2 separate regions of the Mus musculus genome follow, and region 2 is linked to region 1. Evidence: chromatin contacts called from public Hi-C data. All regions are on one chromosome and are shown on one strand. The core of a region is the stretch at or near the end of the contact, and the rest is flanking DNA. Distances in the headings are between cores, read along the strand shown. Region 1 has its middle 51 kb from the start of Apba2. Region 2 overlaps Apba2 (amyloid beta (A4) precursor protein-binding, family A, member 2).

Region 1 (6,986 bases), core at 1,629-4,128:
CTATGTGTGTGTTCCCTCTTGTCCCTTGCTGACTGGCTGGCACTCACCCACACTGAAGGTGTATCTTTCCCACTTAGTTCAGTGATTCATATGCCCAACCCTTGTAAACATACATTCACAGACACTTCCAGAGATGAATGCCACCAGTTCTCTGGGTATTCCACCCCTGGGTCCACTTGGCACCTGAAAGAAACCATCACACTATACAATCTGTGCTAGGCTTTGAGGGTGCCATTGTAGCAAGACCAGATATGCTCACTGCCTTGAAGCTTTGTGGGAGAGATGGGCATGTGTGCAACAGTTACTCAAGCAGAGAGAAATTTCGAATGAGGCAGACACAGGAGGGATGGCTCCATGTCAGGAAGGTTCCTGATGGGAGAGGGGCCTGTGCTGCAGGAAGAAGGGACATCATGGACAGAGGCACTGAGACTGTCCAAAAGTACTTCACACAAGGAACATAAAAAGAGATCACATGGAAGAGGCTGGAGAAATGGAAGGGGTGGTTGTGGTATGCAGGGAGTAGACCAGGCCTATACAGCTTTAGCAAACACTTTATCCTAATGAAGGACATGGACAGCCATTGGGCTCATGCCTTCTGAGACCCACGTCCTTCCTTTTAAGTGTGGAGACCTTCTGACTTAATTCTGATTAATGGAATCCAGCAACAGTGATGGGTGACCCTTTTGACTCTGCATTTCACAAGTGGACCATGGCTTCTGTTGGGGGTGCTCTTCCATTCCTCCCCTCTTGCTGACCAGCTGCCACACTGAGAAAGCACTCAGGCAACAGAGGTGATGTCCTCTCTTACACCCAGGCCTAATGGCATCACGGTTGTGACCCTGGTGACCCACATTTATAAGCTGAGCTCCCCAGGGCTGTAGCAGCACCCTCTGTAATCAGACTGCCATCTCCTGAGAGATGGAAGCCATGGGCACTCACCAAGCCATGCCCAGCCAAGCTAGCCATGCCTAGGCCACTGTCTCATAGAAAGTGGTGATAAGAAATATTGTTTCTTTTGAGTTGTCAAATTTGAGAGTACCTCTTTAAAACACTTTTTATTGATTCTTTTTTTATTGATTTTTATTGATCCTTTGTACATGTTCACATCATGTACCCCAGTCCCTTCATATGCACCCTCCACCCTTGTATTCCCCACTAAATAAAACACAAGTACACACACACACCAAACAACAACCACAAAGCATAGAAAACATCTCCTCACAGAAGCTGTAGCGTATTACATTGTGTCCCACAGTATATCCCTCTGTCCCTCTGTCCACACATCTTCCCTTGTAAATGTTCATTGCAATGAGTTATTGGTCTGGTTTGAGGTCTCTGGCTTCTGTGATACCATCAATACTTGATCCTGTTGTTGCTCTGTGTCATGGAGATCCTGCAGCTTTGGATCAGCAGGACTGGCCCCCTCAAGTGTCCCAACAGCTCACAGATGACGTAGACTTTGGGGTGGGCCAACTCAAACCCTGGCTCTGGGCCTGGGTGGCAGCTGAGCTAGTTAGCTTGCCAACTCTGGGAGCAACATTTTATGCAAAGAATTATCCTGGAAAATAATGGAGACCATCAACTTAGAGGGCTAAAAGGTTTATTTGGGCCCAGAGTTTTACAGTTTCCACCTGTGACTGACTCAACTGTTTGGGATGGGGGGTGGGGGTGGGGGATGGGGTATATCATGGCAGGGAGCACTGGGCAAACACACTGTTCATCTTATGGAGGCTGGAAAGCGAAAAGAAAGACAGAAAGCATCTGGTATCCCCAAATCCCTCAAATTCCCAGGAGTACCCTTGGCTGGCAGCCAGGCCTGGAGCAAGTGCACCTGAAATCACAGTATGGCTAAGCATGGTACGTGCTCTGTAGGGGGAGAGCATGTTGTCCATTCAACAAATTGTGAGGCACCACTAAGTGCTAGTTACCTGGTCAGTGCTGACAGCATGCATTGAAAGACTTGTGCACCGCTTTGGAATGGGCAGTGCAATGAGTCTGGTTTGAAGTTCTGAAGGAGCAACAGAGGACATAAGGAGTGGGTGGCCTCCTCCCTGGTTGGCTTGTTAGGGTTTTACGTCACTGGGCCCTGTTGTTTCCCTAAGAGCCTGATAAAAAGATATGTAGGTTCACACCACCTTTCCAAAGTCCCTTTTTCACATACCCATATATGGTAAGGAACATAGACGATTTTTTTGGGTGTTTTTAAAGCTCTATAGAATTCCATGAACAGATGTGCCCTCCACCCAGCACCTCGTGATTCACTGTTAGATTGTTTATACCCACGTGCATTACGAACTGTTGTCATCACAAACACTCTACCCTATAAGTACCTAGAAGTGGGTCAAGCCATATCAGGATGTGTAACTTGGACCAAACTTGCCAACTACCATAGCAACAGTACTGTGGACCAGAAACCTCCCCGTTCAGGGGCCATGATTCATATAACAGTGTCTGCTGACCACTCCCTCTGCCCCCCAACCATCAACAGTGTTATAAAACCATTCTCATCTCTGCCAATCTGGTCAGTAAGAAATAGCAGCTCAGGGTGTCCTGGAGCCAGTCTGCTTCACTGTGTATGAGGCAGAGAATCTTTTGCCATGCTTCTATGATTCTGTTAGCACAGGTGTGCTTTTGATAGACAGATAGATGATAGATAGATAGATAGATAGATAGATAGATAGATAGATAGATAGATAATCAATAGACACACAAGTGCATAACACTCTTTTTGCCAAGTGCAGAACAGATTGTGGGGACCAGAGTGGATGCTGCAAGCCCAGATGAAGGGGGATGGGGGAGATAGCGGATGGCAGATGGACTGAGAGCTAAAGAAAGAGGCCTTTGTCAGCTGCCTGTGTGTGAGTGTGTGCGTGCTCTTAGCGGGAGGTCTGCTGAGGGAGCGGCCCTGCCAGGATTCCTCTCCATTCTCTGGCTTGTGCAGTGAGAGGGAAGATGGTGGCCTTCCTGGAGACAGGCAGAGCTGAAGGAGGGCCAGGTTGAGGAAGAGGGTGCTCCAATATGTTTCCATGGTTGCTATGAGAACCCTGAACTTGCATTTACTATATCCTGTGTCTTCCTCCTACACCTTAGTGGAGTTTCACATTTTAACACATGTTTGAGATTTAAGTTATTTCGAATACCAAGCCAGTATACCAGGCCATCTATAGTATGTGACTTGTGAGGGCTCATTTGCATAAGAAGGCAGTGAAGGAAGGTGGAGGATCACCAGAGGGACCTCTGGACCTAGATGCAATGCTGGAGTAACTCCTGCTAACTGAGGGTGCGGCGAGGCAGGCTACCTGGATTTTTTTTTTTTACTTCCATCTTTGCCCATTTGAGATATCTGAAGTTCTTCGATCTTCTTCTTCCGAGGTCCTTCTGAACCTCATAGTGTGTGTGACATTTGTGTTCTCTGGGTGACTGCGCCAGATTCCAGCTAAGTCCCAGAGTCTACTCTGCTTAGTGAGAAAAACAACTACAGGGAAGAAAGCATATCGGTCACAATGACATAGTATGTTTATCTACTGGAACAGCAGGCTCTCGCCTCCCAACAGCAGCTAAGTTAGATGTACCCGTCCATGTGTGGTATTTCCCAGGAACCCCACCCTTCTCCCCGTGCAACAGCTCAGATTACTGGCTGTGAGTACGATCCCCAAGTTGGCAAAGATCAGAGCATACACAATTTCCTGGCTTCAAATTTGCTTCAATTAACGCTTCAGAAATGAAAGACAAAAGGAGTGAACCGCATTTGGTTCCCCGCTCGCTCGGGGCCTCGGTCAGTGGGTTTCACACTGCTTCCCAATCCGCAGTGTGAGCATCGCCTCATAGCTGATGTCATGGACAAAATCCCAGGCCTCACCCCAGATCCACTAACCCAAAAATTCTCAGCGCAGTGCAGTCTTTAACTCGCCTACCAGCCCACCGGATGATTCTGGTACACACTTAGGACTAAGAAACGCTGGGCTTTAGAGCCACTGAGAACACTAGGCACATTCTATGGAGCGGATATTCCACACACGGAGGATAAGAAAGGCTGCTGAGGGACTAGATACTGCTGCCATAACCAAATAACGGAGACTCGGTATCTTAGAGAGGAAAACGGGCTCTCATTCCTCGTGGTTGTTGAACTCCAAGGAAGCAGTGTGACCCTCATAGCACATAGCACCACATGGAAGGGGCAGCAGGGAAGAGACTGAGATGCAGGACTAGAGAGGGAGTAGGAGACCAGGGAGGAGCCAGGCTCAGTCATAGCAGCCTGCTGTATGGAATTTCCTGAGACCCAGCCCACCTCAAGAGACTTGCCTCCATTCTCACACAAAGGCCCCACCACATTTCAGTACTATCCCACTGGGAACAAAACCTTCATCACATAAACCCTTGGGAGACAAACCACGGCAGGGCCATGGGAACACCCTGAGAAGAGAAGCCTGGTGGATACAGACACAACCCAACCAGATGAGAGCTCGAAGCTGACCACAGTTTGGTGATGAGACACACAGAGCTGGCAGCAGAAGCCTGGGACACAAGGTCTACAACAGGCAGCAGTATGGAGGACTTAGGACAGGAGAGAAAACCTCACAAAAGTGCTGGAATGAGCTCATGGGCCCAGCTAGAGTCCAGGACATTGAGCCTTCTCCCCACTCTGATCTGCATTGGCCTACAGCCCTGGGAGCTGGCCTATAGAACTTAACTTCTCTATGGAGTCATGATTCATCTACTATCAACACAACATTGTGTGTTCACGTAATAAAATCACTCCCTCCCTCAAGGGGACATCAGAGATATGGCAAATAAAATAGGTTAAAGGAAAGTAGTAAATTCATGCTTGAGACTAGTGATAAAAAACAGACTCCTGAGGCCAGGAGTGGTGACATGCGCCCTTGATTTTGGCGCTCAGGAGGCAGAGGCACGGGGATCTCTAAGTTTGAGGCCAAATATCTCTAAATTTTGAGTTTCAAGACATCCAGGGCTAGAGAGAGTGACCTTGTCTCAAGGAGAAGAGGAGGAGGAAGAAGAAGAGGAAGAAGAGGAGGAGGAAGAGTCCTCCTTGGACTTAAAATAGTAATTTTCTTCTTAAAGAAGAAGGAGGAGGAAGAGGAGGAAGAGGAGGAGGAGTAGGAGGAGGAAAAGCAGACATGGTGGTGAGATTGAGGCAGGAGGATAGTAGTGAGTTTAAGGCCACATAAAGAAACTCTCTCAAAAATACAAAACAAAGGTCTGAAGAGATAGTTAAGAGGTTAAGAACACTCGATGCTCTTGCAAAAGATCCCAAGTCTAATTCCCAGACCTCACGTCAGGCAGCTGACAAGCATCTATAACCCCAGAGCAAATGATCTGATGCCCTCTTCTGACCTCTCTGGGAAAGTGCACACACAAGATGCACATAAACTCAAAAAGGAATACTGGTGTCTCTTCTCTCTCTGTCTCTGTCTCTCTCTGTCTCTCTCTCTCTCTCAAAAGAAAAAAAAATAAAACAAAACAATAGACCAGACAGTGCCTATCAAAATCAACACAATTCACTTTCAGTTCAAAATACACTTCACAGCTCTTTCCAGGGCACCAAGGACACATAACACATAAACAAATTCTATGTTTTTAGAATTGGGTATTAAGTAATTGTCACATTATATAATTATTAAAGTTTTTAGTTAATGTAACTATTTGCAGATGATGTCTAGAATTAAAAGAAACATAGGTATAATCTATAAGGACCTGGAGAGATGGCTTCGAGGATAAGAGCACTGACTGCTCTTGCAGAGGATCCAGGATCAACCTCCAGCACCCACCTGGCAAATCACAAACACCCATGACCTCAGTCCCAGGGGATCCGATGGCCTCTTCTGGACTCCAAGGGTACTAGGCCATGGTGTGTTGACATATATGCAGACAAAGAACTCATTCATACAAATAAAATTCATTTTAAAATTTTTTAAGCAATACATGCTCTAATATTATTACTCATATTAGTAATATAAAGATAATGTTGTTAAAATTCAACCATATTTCTCTACATTAACAGAAACAATTAGGTAAAATTTTGCAATAATTCCTCTTTGTCTTAAAATGTTATTTTTATTTATTTTAATTAATTAATTTGTTTTACATTCTGACCACAGTTTCCCCTCCCTCCTCTCCTCTCAGTCAATGCCCCTAAACTACTCCTCTTCAGAAAAAGGGAGGCCTCCTGTAAATTTCAACCAGTCTTGGAACATCAAGTTACAGTAAAACTAGGTGCATCTTCTTCTGTTGAGCCTAGAAGAGGCAGCCTAATAGTGGGAAAGAGTCCCAAAGTCAGGCAACAGAATCAGAGACCGGCCTTGCTCCCACTAATAGTAGTGCCACATGAAGATCAAGTTACACAACTGTCACATATGTGCAGAGGGCTTAGGTACGTCCCGGGCATGCTTTCTAGAAGGCAGTTCAGTCTCCCTGAGCCCCTGTGGGCCCTGATTAGTTGGTAATATAGGTTTTCTTGTGGTGTCCTTGACCTCTCTGATAGGTTTCACCATCAGTTTCTATCAGTTTCTGGGTGAAGCTGAAGAATAAAAAATAAAATAAAATAATGACTGCCCTGAGAACATGGGCCCCAGCCCCCAGCCAGATGGCCTAATTCCCCAGAACTTTTGGGAAAAACAGCCACAGAATGTTTCAATGTCCCAGGTGCCTTGAAATAAATATCCGCCCCTAGACTTCCCCTATTTCCTCTCCGATCCTCCCACTAGGTTGTGTTTTTTGCCTTTATAAGCCTGCTGGAAAATAGGGTCGTGGTCGGACTCCTCTACCCCTGCATGGTGTATGGGTCTCGACCTCAGCATACTGGTTTGTGTGCCATTAAAACCTCATGTGTTTGCAGCAAGCTTGACTGTTGTGACTTTCTGGGCTCGCGATTCCTGAGACTGGAGTGAGGGTCTCCCTTCGGGGGTTCCTTCAAAGCCTAACGACAGTTATGCTCCTGCCTGCAAGTGTAGCAGAGTGTCATTAGCAGT
Region 2 (6,986 bases), core at 2,216-4,715, 280 kb before region 1:
GTGGGCACATACTGTGGTTCTGGACCTCACACACTGGCCCCAGGCTCTTGGGAGCAGAGAGGTGTGAGCTTCCAGCAATGAGGAGCTCATGGCTCTGAGTGGGAAGGAATAGCTTCCGTGGAAGGCACCTTCAGCTATTGATGCAACCACCTGTCTGAGTATCTTAGTCCAAACTCAGATGAGAGGAGAAGGTGGCTACTAGGTCTGAGGGATTGGCTGGCACCCATAGGGAGGCAAGTCTAGCATCTGATGGCCAGGTGCTTAGTCCCAGGGTGACAGCATTTGTGAGCCAGCTACTTCACTCTTATGAGGGACAGAGGGAGCAGAGGGGTCACTGCTCCCAGAGAAACTCCTGGAACGAGAGCCATTCAGAGAAAGGGCTCATGAACTTGAGGCAGCTGTGGTCACCGGTATAAGACTGGGTCCATCAACATTTTATCCTGAAAGAAGTAAGGGCTCGTGAGGTTTCCCCTCCCCAAGATCTATAAATGGTTGCGTGGGAAGGGGAGTCACTCTTGAGTGGTGTGACCACTGACAAGTTGCTCATGTCCCAGTAAATAAAGCCCGTCCATGCCATACAAGCTGCCAAGAAACTTAGTGTGATTCTTCCTCTCTCTCCTCCCTCCCATCCCTCTCTCTCTCACACATACCATGAACACAAAAGTCACAAAGACATGGGAGGGGAGGGTGGGCTTGTTGGGAACGAAGGGTTTCAGGGGGAAAAGGAGGGGTGAGATAGGGTAGGTAACAGGGTATAAAAATAACCAAAGTTAATTATATACATGTATCAAATGGTCAAAGAATAAAGAGAAGGAATCCAGACTTGGGCTCGCAAGCCTATGGCCCCTGAGACTCTGACCTTGCTCTGAGTGTACAACTGAGACTTCAGGGGGTGAATCAAGGACCCTGCTCAGCATCTGAGCAGGCCATGAGAACTCAGTCAGACCCAGGATTGGTACAGGTATGCTCAAACCAAAGATAGCCACAGTAGAAGAGAGCACAGTCAGGAGACTCCTCCCCAGCTGGGGGTTTTCCAGGTCAAGCACTTCTGGAAAGGTCATATACCCACACTAGCTTTCTCACGAAAAGTCTCCCACACCCTGCCTCCAAGGACAAGACAGCCTCACTGATCCTGCAGCTCTCCATGGTCAGAGTCTAATCAGGCTCCTTCTTGTGATCAAAGGCACCGTAGCCCTGGGTCTGGAACTGGCTGGTGGCAGCTATGGCCTTTGTACAGGTGGACCAGCCAGGGGGTTCTGAGGGCACCCAACATAAGGGGCAGGAACTATCAATGCAGGGCATTCCACTGTGACCTCTGAGGCTTCAGGCTGAAGGACATCAGTTTTCTCACCATAAGCTTCATTCTCTCCAGTGAAGATGGATCAGAAATGTCTACTGGCCAACGGGCATCTCACAGGCCTGCATCCTCCAAGTGGGGCCCAATACAATAATAATCTCTTCCCCCCTTCCTTCCCTCACCCCACCTCTGTATAAGTGTGTGTGTGAGTGTGTGTGTGTGTGTGTGTGTGTGTGTGTGTGTAAAGAGGAGATGGGTATAATACTGTGTCCCATGGATGGTGCAGGGACTTCTGCCCTTAGTGAGTCTCAGCCAATACTTATGACCTATACTATGGAGGTGTCCGCCATTCTTTGGAAGGGAGGGAGAGGGACTGGGGCAGGTCTTGTCTTCTGAATCTGACTCCCACTTTTAGAAGCTGCTGCCCCATGACTCCTGCCAGTTATCTAGGCGACCTGACCAGCTTTCTGGACCTCGATGAGGCTCACGCTCATGTTTTCATCTTTGCTGACAGGACTGTTACTTCTCACTAATCTGAGACCAGTGGAGGGCGCAGACCCTTTGTACAAAGAGCGCTTGCTCTTCCTTTGCCAAACTCTGGCAACAACCCTTAGCTGACACCAGCAGAGGGCGACTGAGAGCGAACAACTACACATGCTTAACAGACAGGTGAACCTGAGTCCCCAGAGGGCAGCTTGCCCCTGCTTGATGTACCTCTGACTCACAAGGTGCATGTCCCCTGTGTGCAGTTGAGAGGGGTGTGATATACTGTTCTTCCTTCCCTGCTGGAAGCAGCCTTTGTTTGCAGCTTATTTAGCGAGCCTGCTGTCCTGTGCAGAGTTCTTGTGCTCTCTGTGTGGTCCTGGGGTATGCACTTGGACCTGCAGCTTCTTGTCAGCTCTGTGGACAGGGAAGTGCTGAGGTCTTATGGAGCTGTACCCGGTATCACACATCTCTGCCATGCTACCAGGGTGGGACAATAAATCCTGCGTGTAAGGAGTGGGCAGAGGCTGCCAGCACGCCAGCCAAGTCCGTTATATCTCCTGAGCACCAAACCTTCCCACTTCTGCCTGGGTGCCCCAGGGTATGGTTGTGGGGCTGGAGCACAGAGCCAAATGAGTAGAACTTTGTGTAGCTGGGAGGCCCCAGGTGCACTGCTTTGTCTGACTCACCAGCCCTGTGTGACAGCAGGGTCCCGGCCATCAGTCATTTACAGTTCCATGAAACCAACCTCATTATCCCATTTTATGAGAAGGGCCATGTTAAGCAAGGTCAAATGGCTTTCTCCAAATCAGTATCCTGCCTGTGAGGACTTGTGATGTCCTAAAACATGGCTCACTGGCCAGAGGGTGAGGCTGACAGCAGACCACAGGACAACAGAAACTCATCAGGAAAAATTGTGGTGCACACCAGGAAGGGAAGGTGTGGCCTCAAAAGCTAAAGGAACAGGAGGAGACTGCCTGTGAGTAGAAGGGATCAGCATGCCAAAGAGAACCTTCTAGGCTAAGGCAAGAGCAGGCACAAAGGTCCTGGGGTCACAGAGAGAGAACCAATTCAGAAGGACCAAAGGATGCCCAGTTGACCTGATGCAAGGAATGAGTCAGCAGTTGGAATAAGTCAAAGTGTAAAGTAAACACTGGCCAGATGTGAGAACTCTGGAGCCATTCCAGAGACTGTCATTTCAGGTTACCAGCCGGGGACATGGCCCAACTGCACCACTTCCTCTAGAGAGACAAACAACCGAGAGGAAGAACAGAAAGCTGCTAAGTGGGTGAGCGGCCACTGCAGTGGTCCAAGCAAGCAAGAGATGGTGTAGACCAGGAAGATGATGGGGGTTGAAAGATCTAGTCAAAATTTGCACTGAATGTGAAGTGAGGTTGGGAGGGATGACTGGGGTGTCTACTTACTATGAGGGGTCCCTTGGCAAAGGACTGGCTTCTGGAGTGAGGATTTTGGACCATTAGCTGCAGGAGCCAGGACACCTTCCAGGTACAGCTCAGGAGGACGCCCACGTTAGACGAGAGATTAAGAATGAGCTTTGAGGGGTGCCAACTGAAGCTATGGGCATGGGTGAGTCACTGCGAGGAGGACATGGGGCAAGGGGGTGGAAGGAGGCCCCAGGAACTAGCTTTGCCAGGCATCATGACGAGAAGGGGCTTAGAGAGAGACACAGGCCCATCTGTACCCGGCTGGCAGGAGGCCATCTACAAGGGGCTCCCATGTACTGGGCATCCTGACAAGTCAGCCAGCGGTGACCTTGGAGCCATTTCAAGGAATAGCAGGTGGGAGCCAGCCCATGGGGTGAAGCACGTGGGCAGGGACAGACTGTGAGCCATTCCCCAGTTCTGGCTCCAAGGAGAAAAAGAGGATTGCAAGTGTGCAGAGATATGAGACAGACAGATGGATACAGTGGGAGGGAGAGGGGGGTAGAGAATAGGCCTCAGATCTTGTGAGGACTATGGTACAGAGGGACAGACACCTGTTTCCACAGCCTCAGAAAGGCCACCCATCTGATGTGTCATTCTGGGGGGAGGGGTGTGTTACTCTTTTAAGTCCACATACCAGGGTAGCCACCCAGGTCAATGAAAAGCCAATCCATGAGAAGGAGCCCCTAAGTGTGGAAGGAATCGCTTCCAGGCTGGCTGGGAAGGCTCTAAGGCCTACTGTGCTCTCCTGTTCACACCAGCTTATTCCAGAGCAAGGCTCAGCTCTGTAGCAGCTCCTTCCTCCAAGAAGCCCCCTGAACACAGTGGCCTCAGCTACTAACAGATGGCGCTACCTGTAAATCCAGGCCTGAGACAGGCAGGACTGTCGTGGACAGGGACAAGTCACAGTGATACAGTGTGGTACTTTAGAATACAGTGAGTGACAAGGGTCAGTGGCTGCAGAAGGAGGAGAAGCCTTGGCAGAGGAGAAAAGATCAGGGCCTAGTGCAGGTCAGTCTCCAGCTCTGCCAAGGACACCCTAGTATTAGCCTGTATCCGGGTGGATGACTTCTAAGAAAAAAGGATAATAAATTAAAAATAAAACCTGGACAAACAGGAAGGGGCATTTTCTGTGGCACTGTTTGTGAACGCAAAATCCTGGGAGCTCCCCGGGCACAGCCATCCTACACTGGGGTCTGATGGAGCAGCCTGGAAGGTGACTAGAGCCATGCGGGACCTGAGTGAGTGGCTAGGACCGGTGTTTAGGAGAAAGGCGTGGTGGAGAGAGGAAACCTAAATTCTCTGCCTCTCACTGAAAGAGGGGAGAGAAGCTGACAATGATGGTACATGAAACATTAACCATTGCATAAACCAAGTATGTAAAGAAACATCGAATGACCCCCCCATAAGACCCTATATGAAACTTAAAAAGACTATGCTACTAACTATGTTAAATGTTATATATGGCTGTCTATATGGGGAAGGCTTCTACAGAGAAGGTAAGAGGGAAGCAGCCGGGACTGAACACCTTTATGCATGCCCTGTGTTGTGTGTTTATCTTAGACCCATGCAAGCACTTTGCAGAGTCATAGTCATACTGACAAAAGCTTGGTGTTTATTGAACTAGATTTTGTTTTTTTAAAAAAAGGAAAAATTTATTTATTTATTTATTTATTTATTTATTTAATGTATTCGAGTGCTCTACTTCCATGTAGACCTGCACTCTTGACAAGAGGGCGCTGGATCCCTTACAGATGGTTGTGAGCCACCATGTGGTTGCTGGGAATTGAACTCAGGACCTCTGGAAGAGCAGTCAGTGCTCTTAACCACTGAGCCATCTCTCCAGCCCCAAATGCTTGTTTCTAAGAATTCAAAAAAAGGGGGGGGGTAAATGAATCTGAATACTCATTTGTGACATAATCAAAAAACTAACTATGTCTCCCAAGCATTACAAAAAGCTGCCACGGGCACAGCATGGATCTAGGATAGGGTGTTATGGGAAGGGAGGAACTATAGGTCCCAGAGCCTCCCCGGGCATGGAGATGGTTCCTTCCCCCACTTGAGGCCATTTGGTGGTCCATTGCTGCTGGGCTGTGCTGGAAAGACAAGAATAAAAGCCAGGAACTCCTCACTGAGCCTCTGGGCTGCATCCTTGGCAACATCGATACTGCTGTCTCTGGAACTGGAGCGTGAGTAGCAGAGTTAAGACAAAAGCATAACCCCAATCCCATTGAGAATTGGAACCTGGGACAAAGGAACAAGAAAGCTCAAGTGCAAGGACTCCGAAGCCCCAGGAAAAATGTCCCTGTGAATCATTATGCAGTGCAACTTTGAAAATATAGCATACTAGTTATTGTTTATTGAGTATAATTGCATAAAAATTACCCCCGAATTTAGTGGCTTAAAACATCAAACACTTATTATCTTGGGACTCCAGCTATGGCTCAGCTGGGGCCTCTGGCTCAGAATCTCCATGGAGGCTGTAGTCAAGGTAATTGTGAAGCCTGTTACGATCTTAGGGCTGAACAAGAAAAACCAATTCCAACTTCCCTGCCAGGGCTGTTGGCAGAGACTTAGGTCCCTTGCCTGCTGGCCTCTCTGGAGGGCAGCTGAGGACCATAGCACAGCAGCTTGGCTCCCTTACAGAACAAGCAAGAGGGAGAGAAGCACAAACTGCTCTGTCTATAACCTAATCTTGGAAGCAACATCCTATTCAACTCTTTTACCAGCTCATGGTCAGGGTGAGGGGTATGCATGGCAGTAAGTATCAGGAATTGGGGTTGCTGTGAGCTTTGTGCCACATACCACATGTGACTACTTCCTAAGCTCTGCAGCAAGGAGCCTCAACCTCACCCAGATTTTAGTCTCTAAGCAGTACTTCACCTTGTTCCACGATAAAATAAATAATTGACTTCACTCCCAGGACAAAATAAATAAATTATGTCAGACTATTGGAACACACTAAGGCTGCCACGAGAAGACTTAGGAACTAACCTCCAAAGGCCAGTTGATTAGAGGTATGGAGGCATCTATAAGCAAGATGTCTTCAGGGCCACTTCATCAGGCTGTGACCCAAGGATGCCCAGTGATAGTCCCTAAGCCCACTGTTTATACTTTTACAGGTTGGTGGGGAAACCCACTCTATTAAACATTGCTAAAGTGAAGGATTCAAGACTTTGCCAGCTTTTCTTGTGTGCACTATAATCAGGATAACCAAATGCCTGACATGGAGAAGTTTGTCCATATAGAAGTTCACAGAACCAACAGCCAGGAAAGGATGCTATCACAGTAACCAGTAAATGGATCTAGACAATGATCATTGATTGTCACTAAAATCATCAAAAGAGAGATAACCAGGTTCTGTGAGCTTCCTAATAAAAGATGATATTTATGAAGTTCTACCCACACAATCAGACTGATTATGACTGCTCCATATCTAAACCCTGACCATTTTCCTGGGCATAGACAGAGGACCATGCAGACAATGCCATCGGGAAGCAACCATACTAGCCTAGGGTGCAAAAAGTGCCATCAGGTGAACGATGCAGATTTATACTGTGTGTCAACAAGACTGCTATGAAAAAGAAACCAGTCATGGCCAGCTTTAATTTTCAGCATGATGCGTCCTCTGAACCAGCCTCCCTGGAGGAACTGTCTAGATCAGATGTGGGCATGTCTGTGGGGGCTTGTCTTGATTGCTAATCGAAGGAGCAGAACACAGCTCATTATGGGCGGCACTTTCCCTAACACTGATGCTGGGTTAT

Evidence for each region. A called contact is a pair of places that touch in the nucleus more often than the background predicts.
Region 2: a contact with region 1 is called in a Hi-C map of cerebellar granule neurons, with 2.0 times the contacts expected there. The contact joins two enhancer-like sites. A contact is called at or near these places in 2 of 484 Hi-C or Micro-C datasets (cerebellar granule neurons and cerebral cortex), 1 of 115 datasets of contacts at active chromatin or transcription factors (embryonic stem cells) and 2 of 9 other capture datasets (embryonic stem cells and pancreatic islet).

Annotation. Positions count from the first base shown.
Region 1 is chr7:64,447,518-64,454,503 of GRCm38.p6, reverse strand. No RefSeq gene overlaps it. Among named protein-coding and RNA genes, the nearest start is that of Apba2, 51 kb to the left of the region's middle. Within about 2 kb of position 2,878, at least 43 of the 459 cell types and tissues checked have an H3K27ac peak or open chromatin away from gene starts, as enhancers often do. A contact at or near this core is called in cerebellar granule neurons and cerebral cortex, where this site is marked.
Region 2 is chr7:64,724,955-64,731,940 of GRCm38.p6, reverse strand. All of the region lies in intron 6 of Apba2 (amyloid beta (A4) precursor protein-binding, family A, member 2), which reads right to left. Among named protein-coding and RNA genes, the nearest start is that of Nsmce3, 140 kb to the left of the region's middle. Within about 2 kb of position 3,465, at least 29 of the 459 cell types and tissues checked have an H3K27ac peak or open chromatin away from gene starts, as enhancers often do. A contact at or near this core is called in cerebellar granule neurons and cerebral cortex, where this site is marked.